Linked DNA regions of Anser cygnoides: region 1 is linked to region 2. The links are chromatin contacts, called in public Hi-C maps. All regions are on one chromosome and are shown on one strand. Each heading gives the region's core, a stretch centred on a gene start, on an enhancer-like site or on the middle of the called end of the contact. The rest is flanking DNA. Distances are from core to core; before and after follow the strand shown.

Evidence for each region. A called contact is a pair of places that touch in the nucleus more often than the background predicts.
Region 1: a Hi-C map of liver shows a contact between it and region 2, with 3 times the contacts expected there. The contact joins two enhancer-like sites. A contact is called at or near these places in 2 of 7 Hi-C or Micro-C datasets (granulosa cells and liver).

Annotation. Positions count from the first base shown.
Region 1 is chr1:165,812,486-165,816,035 of Taihu_goose_T2T_genome, reverse strand. NDFIP2 (Nedd4 family interacting protein 2) reads left to right here. Exons shown (of 9, transcript XM_048047471.2): 7 at 1,332-1,398. Among named protein-coding and RNA genes, the nearest start is that of NDFIP2, 41 kb to the left of the region's middle. Within about 2 kb of position 1,910, at least 1 of the 3 cell types and tissues checked has open chromatin away from gene starts, as enhancers often do.
Region 2 is chr1:165,550,294-165,553,844 of Taihu_goose_T2T_genome, reverse strand. No RefSeq gene overlaps it. Among named protein-coding and RNA genes, the nearest start is that of SPRY2, 100 kb to the right of the region's middle. Within about 2 kb of position 2,189, at least 2 of the 3 cell types and tissues checked have open chromatin away from gene starts, as enhancers often do.

The DNA.
Region 1 (3,550 bases), core at 661-3,160, 260 kb before region 2:
TCATAATGCAGTGAACTTTCTTGGAGTTGAATATTCATTTGGTCTTTTAATGAACTGTCAAAATACAACATGCTTAGTCTGCTGAATAATAGATATGCTAGTATTTATATAGTGATAATGTAAATTGTTCTTTTCATTCAATTTGGCAATTCTGTTTCTTTACCTTTTTTTTTTTTTATTGAGCCTTTAAAAAATTCAGATGATCTGGCTTTATTTTGTAGAAAACGTGAATCTCAATGCATAGTTACTTGAGGGGAACAAAAACCCCTCAACCCTTTTTCAAAAAACCCTTTTAACAGCTCTGATTTTTATTTGGTTGAATATGTTGCCCAGTATCATCTCTGGTTATTTTAGAGAAAATAATGCCTGAATTACTTGATTTCTTGGTTGATAACTACAGAAATGCACTGGAAATGACAAATAGGATGTGCTGTTGCAGGATGCAGTAAACATACTGAATGACAGTAGGATGGGAAGTGTACAAAAAGTGTGCAGAGCTACTAAAAAGGTTATTTTTTTCCTTCTGGCAACTTTTCACACATCTCTTCATTCCTACTTCTTGTGTGAGTTTTGGAGACATTTGATTAGCCTTTTTTATCAGTGAAGCATGCAGTCTGGAGTCGGGTAAAGGCAAAGATACCTGTCTCCAATACCATCACACCCTGCCTTCCAGCTGCCTCCCACATCAGAGAGGACAAAACTGTCTACCATGGTCACTAACAGGAACAGTTGAAATGCCTCTTCAAGGTTCATTTAGTTGCGTTCAGCTCACTGCTGGGAACTGAATGCTGGTTTGAAAATGAAAAGACTTTAATGAGTTGGGGGTCTTTATGGGGCTGGTATTCTTGGCAGCGATTAACAGTAGGGGGTATACAGAAGGTCAAAAGCTCTTCTTTTGAGGGGTCAGCAGAACATCCCTGTCTGATAAGATTAAACTAATGTGGCTTTTGGTGTTAATATCTAAAGCAGCAGGCTGCCGTAATGTGTTCAGGACGGCAGGCATTGGGTGGGGGGGTAGGAAATTGACAGTGGTGATTCATTATAATAGAAAATGTCAGATGATTCTGGCAAGTAATATATGCAACATATACACGTATATACACACGTATATATATTTTAGAGCTTTTGAAATAACTTTGTCAAAGACCACCTGATACTGGAAGTGTTATTTGTATGTTAAACTATGACACAAATACCAGTTTTCTATTTTAGGAGAATACAGTATTTTTCTTTAATTTTTTTTTCCCCTCAACTTCCTGTATTTGCATAAAGCATTAAATGTGTCTTAGTCATCTTTCTTGCTACAGCTAAGCCTTGTGTATGAATTCCAGTTTTCAGATTACTTTACTGGATATTTCAATGGACAGTACTGGCTTTGGTGGATATTCCTTGTACTTGGTAAGTGGCAATGGAAAACATTTCTGTTTTGATGAAGTACTTAAAGATATATCATGTCCTTGTAGCTAGAGTTCTGTAACATGTTTAGCTATATGTTTTTCTTTTGCTGTTGATAGTTTTGTATGCTGTTCTTATTTCTGTAGTGTTCACCAGGTTATTACCATAGTGTTACAGTGTGGATTGCAGACTATTCAAATAACATTCAACTCAAAATGGTACTCTACATTTGTAATTACGTACATACCTGAGATTTGTAGCTTGTGCTTTTTAATCTGCTCATGCTCGTCTAAGGGTGCAGAATTGTGTAACAAAACCTCTAGGTTTTATGCAGAGAACGCAGTGAAAGTAAGTGATACCAGGTACTTACATATATATGCTTGTATGTCAAGTTTTAAATTTTATGAAATGTGACTGATCCTAGGAAGGTGGAGTCAGTTGTCTTGTACACAGGTCATGAAATGTCCTTTTCTACTCCTTTGAAATGCATGCTGCATCAGTAGTTACTCAGTCAGACAAGAGAATGGCTTCATGCTTGCTGATCACAGTGCTTCCATGACGTCAGCTTTTTCTGAAGAGGTCTGCCTGCCTGTGTTCAAAGTTTTATACACATCACGTTCTGCCTTTGTTTTTAATTTTGATATTGCAAACACCAACCATTATAATTTTTTTCCTACTATGGATTTTGTGATTTGAACGTGAAGTCTGGAGTGATATGCTTTTACAGGAGTGAATGCTACTATCTATTTTATTTTCTTGCTCTGGAAGCATAGTAAGCTGCTGATGATTCAGTAGGTGGCAGTCTTCCCTTTGAGTCAGTTCAACTGAGGTCTAACAGCAAATGTTGGAGTAAAATGTTGAGTAAATTTTTTTTTTGAGAGATCCTGACTGCTTCTGATTTATTTGTTTCACAATAAATGCCAAAAATCCTTAATAAAAAAAAAGTTTTCCATATCCTTCTTTCAATACAATTTAAGAGTATTAATCAGATTTCTTAATAGCTTGCTCTACCGTTGTATACTTGGCTACATGAGGCATATAGAAAAAGTTGTGCATTTGTAGTTCTTTTTACTAGTCTTTCACAGCACTTCTCACATTCGGAAGTTAGATCACTTAGATTTAGGAAAGCCTTATTTTCAGCCTGAACTGTTAGAAGACTTTTTTCTTAAACTCACAGAGCTTGCAATAAAAGGCACTGTATGTATCCAGCAGTTAGCATTCCCTTGTTTTACAAATGTTTTGCATGACGTAGGCCAACAGCATTTTAGAACACTACAGAAGAATTTACCCCAATAGACCTACTTAGTAGGAAATGAAGGACTATTATCAAGTCATGGGAGTTCTGCCAACCAAATCTGTATTTCATTGTTTCAGATAACTTTCCAATCAGAACATGCTAAGTAGTATATCCTGTGTCTCTTTCAAAGTGAATAAACTGGAGCCTTTCTTTTGGATGATCCTTTGACATACTTGAGCCCATGCATTGCTATCTTTTTCTCTCTTCTGGTGTTCACCTATCTGTTTATGTTCCCTTTACTTTATTTAAAGTCTGGAAAAATTTGCTCACGCTTCATGGAAAAGTGAAATGGTCTACTTCCAAAGACCTGTCATGCACAGTGAACAAATTGGAGAGAGAGACAATTTTCATTTTTAAATTTAAATGTTAGCCAATGTTTCTTTTTGAGGAACACAATGGAAAGTGTTTTTTTTTCTGTGGTGTATTTTTTTTCCCTCCTCCGTTAAACAGCGAAATATAAAAGTATGGGTTGAACTTGGACTGTTTTCCCAGCATGTGTAATGCAGAAAATATGCTTTCAGGCACCTTAAAATCTTCTTGTCCACCTTTTGCTGTTTCAGCTGCTTTTTAGTTGAATGTAGGACTATCTCTGGTAACGTCTGGGTAGCACCTTTGGTAGAAATGTACAGAAATGTATCTGTCTTAGGTCAAAGTTAGCAGAGCATTCTCTGGGTAGGTTTTTTCTTCTTGGGTGTGTGTCCTATGGAGGCTTGGGTTTAAAGAAGCAAAAAAAGTAAATGCTTTTTGCTTGCCAATTTTTATTTTACAAAATAAATGAGCATGGGAAACAGTCAGGGTCTCAGCAGGGACAGCAGGAAGAAAAAGTGCATCACATAGCAAAATATCAGTGTAACCATA
Region 2 (3,551 bases), core at 940-3,439:
GACTTGATGATCCTTATGGGTCCCTTCTAACTCGGGATATTCTATGATTCTATGATTCTAAATTTTTAAGAAATATTTCAGGTGTTTACTGAAACATTAGAAAAACTGTAATTGACACCGTGAAAGTCTAAATGGGAAACAAAGCCAGTTCATGGTGTGGGGCCTGGGAGATGGGAAAACATCGGTAAGCCTGTAGAGTAGATTTCATCCTTCCTTTTACATAGAAATTCATTTTTTATAACAAAGGAGGCAAGCAAGGTGATTTTGTAGACCGCTCTGGGCCTATCCAGGGTGTTGGGTAGCAGGGTTTTGTTTTGCTTTTCCCATTTTATTATCACATGTGCTCTGTATACATCAAATATTTCACTCTCTCTTTTCATCACCTTCAAGCAAGTTATAACCTACATAGCTATCAAGACTACTGCTCCCCTTGGACTGTTTCAGGATCCAAGCTATTGGCATGTCTGTGTGGAAGATCACAGTTTCTTTTTGGTCTCTTGAGTCTAAGGTTTTAAAATTGCAGGCGCGTTTAGCTGCCGCAGCCAAGGCACTTCCCACATCCCACATCCAGCCAGCCAGAATATCTTTTAACCACAGTGCACTGAAAGTGCATCACTTTTGCCCCTGAAAGTCACAGTTTACACTAATGAGTTCACTGAATCATTGGTATGATTCAAAGCTCTTTTAAAAGGCACTAAAGTCTGTTTTGCCCTGAAGACAGCAAAAGTACAATAGCTGTTCAGGTGATTTGATTATATTTACTTCCAGAAGTATTTGTATGTTTGACTTTTAGCTAGCAAAGTAGAGATAAGTCCACCTTGACAGTAAGGTGCTAATGAACTTTTTCACAGTGTTGTAATTAATAGCTACACCAAAGACAGCAGTGATGAGAACGAGGTGGACTTCAAAAACTACCACTGTTACATGATCTGTTTTGGATCTGCTTTTATACTTACATATTTTCATTTATATTTCTACATCTATATAGATGTAGAAAATATAGAAAGGGATTCACTGATATGAAGTACGTACACATGAATAAACAGCAGACTACTGCCTCAAACGCAGCTTGTCTGATTTTCTCTATTATAGCACTTTTTAGGTTTTCTTTACATTCTGAAACAAGAACAAGACTATAGGTCTCTATAATCTGCAAATGCTTTTCACAAGCTTAGACAGAAGCATGTGGAGATTAAAGTCAATGTGTGCATAATTAGTGTATTATGAATAGCATAGTAAATAAGAGTCATGTTAGGCCTGAAAAAAAACAAAAGAGAAAAAATAAATTTTGTTACTGATACCCATCAGGACTTCTTGCTGTTTAGTCAGAGGCAGAAAATGGATTTATTTGGTGGTGTGAATGGGTTTCTTGCACTCTTACAGTGAGGTCACATACTCTTATTATCGAAAAAATTTGTAGGCTGAGTCAAGCCTACAAATGTCACTACAGGTACACTACCATCAGAAGAATAATCTTGCTGTCCTTCCCCAAGGATCCTTGCGTTGCCATAGGTGGTCGGGCAGATGTGGGATCATGTCTCTTGAGAAGCAGCTGCTAGGAAGCGGGTGGGAGCTCATGGCCTGGGCCCTCCAGCAGCATCCTGTGCTTCCATCAGTGCTAACCTGGTTGTGAAACTGCACCTTAACTCCCAGTGTAGCCTGGGGTATGTTGCAACTCTTTCTGCTTCAGTTCCACTTCTTTTAGCTTCATTTCTCCTGTCTTAGTTGCTAGCCCTTTTGCATAACTTTTGGAAAGAAAGCCTTTTCCTGCTAATGAATGGTGCTATATTTGTGCTCTGCTTGTTTAGATGTTGTGAAAAGGAAAAGCAGTATCTGAGTATCTTCCACGAAGAAGCTGCCCTTAGAAACATATTTTGCTGGGCTTGCCTCAGCCCAGATGCTCCCTAAAGAGTGAGCACTGCAGCTTTAAGGCTATCGTTCCAGATCCACATCACACCCACATATTTGTCCTCTCTTTACACAGCAAGTGCCAAGCGGTGACATCTACTATAGTCTCTAGGACACGCTGGTCTCCTCTGTGGAGGAAAAAAGGGTGAGAGGGGGAGGGGGACGAGCCAGAGAAAGCACAAATCCTGCTGTGTTCCAGAAGGATGAGTCACTTCCTCACAGTAACTCTGAGATGCCTTATTTATGGCTGCTCTGCTGATATGAAGCCCAGCTCGGTTCCTCGGCGGCGTCCCCGGGCTCGGCCTCCCTCCTGGCTGTCCATTAATCATGCGGGACTATTACGAAGTGCACACAGAGTGGGAGTTCTGCCCGCCAGTGGCCTTTAGCTGTCTCCAGTTCAATGAAATTACCTTGTGTGAAGACTTGTTTTATGAGAGATTGGTTTATTTGTAACTAAACTACTTCCTCCGTTATTTGATAAGCTCAAATATTTGCTACTGATAGTCAGAGAGTGTCACATTTATTATCCCGTTTCAGGCATTGCCTAACTCCTTTGTATTAGACCTCTTTAACCCCTTTGAGGACTGCAGGAAAAAAATAATAAAAAAGACTGGAAAAGTCTTATTCCTGTTCCTCATGCTTTGAAAAGAATCAGGTTATATCCTATAAGGGAAGTGGCTTGATGAAAGTAAACTACTCTACAGTGATTTTTTTAATATACATTCAGCATAACATTCAGAATGATTCACTCATGGTGTTTATTAAAAATCAAAATAAAAGGAAAATTGAGCTATACATTTTTCTTCTTTCATTTACTGCAAGACTTCATGGTTTAATCAAATGGCCACATACAAACATGAGGTACCACAGTATCAAGGATGGGGCATATATATCATCTTTGACATTCCTAAGTCCTGATTTCTGTCTTGCCCCTGGTGGTTATATCACCTGTGACCTATTTGTGCCTCAGTTTGTGTGTTATTAACCCTTGCTGAAAAAAATACTTGCTTAGCTTTTTAAGGACATCTGATATCTCTGGAAAACTAAAAACTCTGCAACATTAGAGCTAAGTAATATGTTTATAATAAGCTACTTCCAGACACTCCCAAATTTTCCCTAGAACTTTTTTTTTTTTTTGTGGAAGTCAAGGGATTATTATTAACTATATGCTTCTAAGGGCTCCAGCAATAAATCACCGTCCAAATATAAAAGCTACTTGTGTACGTTAGGAAGAAGAAAAATGCCTAACTGTATCAGAGCAATCTTTAGGAACCTTGTCTACCTACTCTGGCTCCAAGTACTTATTACAAAACTTTCTTGGGCACTTGATGTTCCAGGAACGTACATGCAGTAAGCAGTGCATTTCAGCTCCTATCTGCCAACACCACAGGTTTCTAAATCATTACACCCCAGAAAGAATGATCAAATTAGGATGGGGCAGGGACATTAAGAAAACAATCTTTGTCTAATTAACAGGAGCAGGAGTTCGGGGTCTGGGGCTGTAAGATAGAAAGTGTTTCCAGTTCTGTTTTGTGTTCTCCTAAGCACCAAGACTGTGAGATACCTGAAGCCAGAAAGAAAATCTATAGGACAAAACCTCTGTCTGCCATAACTGGGGTGCATGGGCATATTTCTCTAATGAA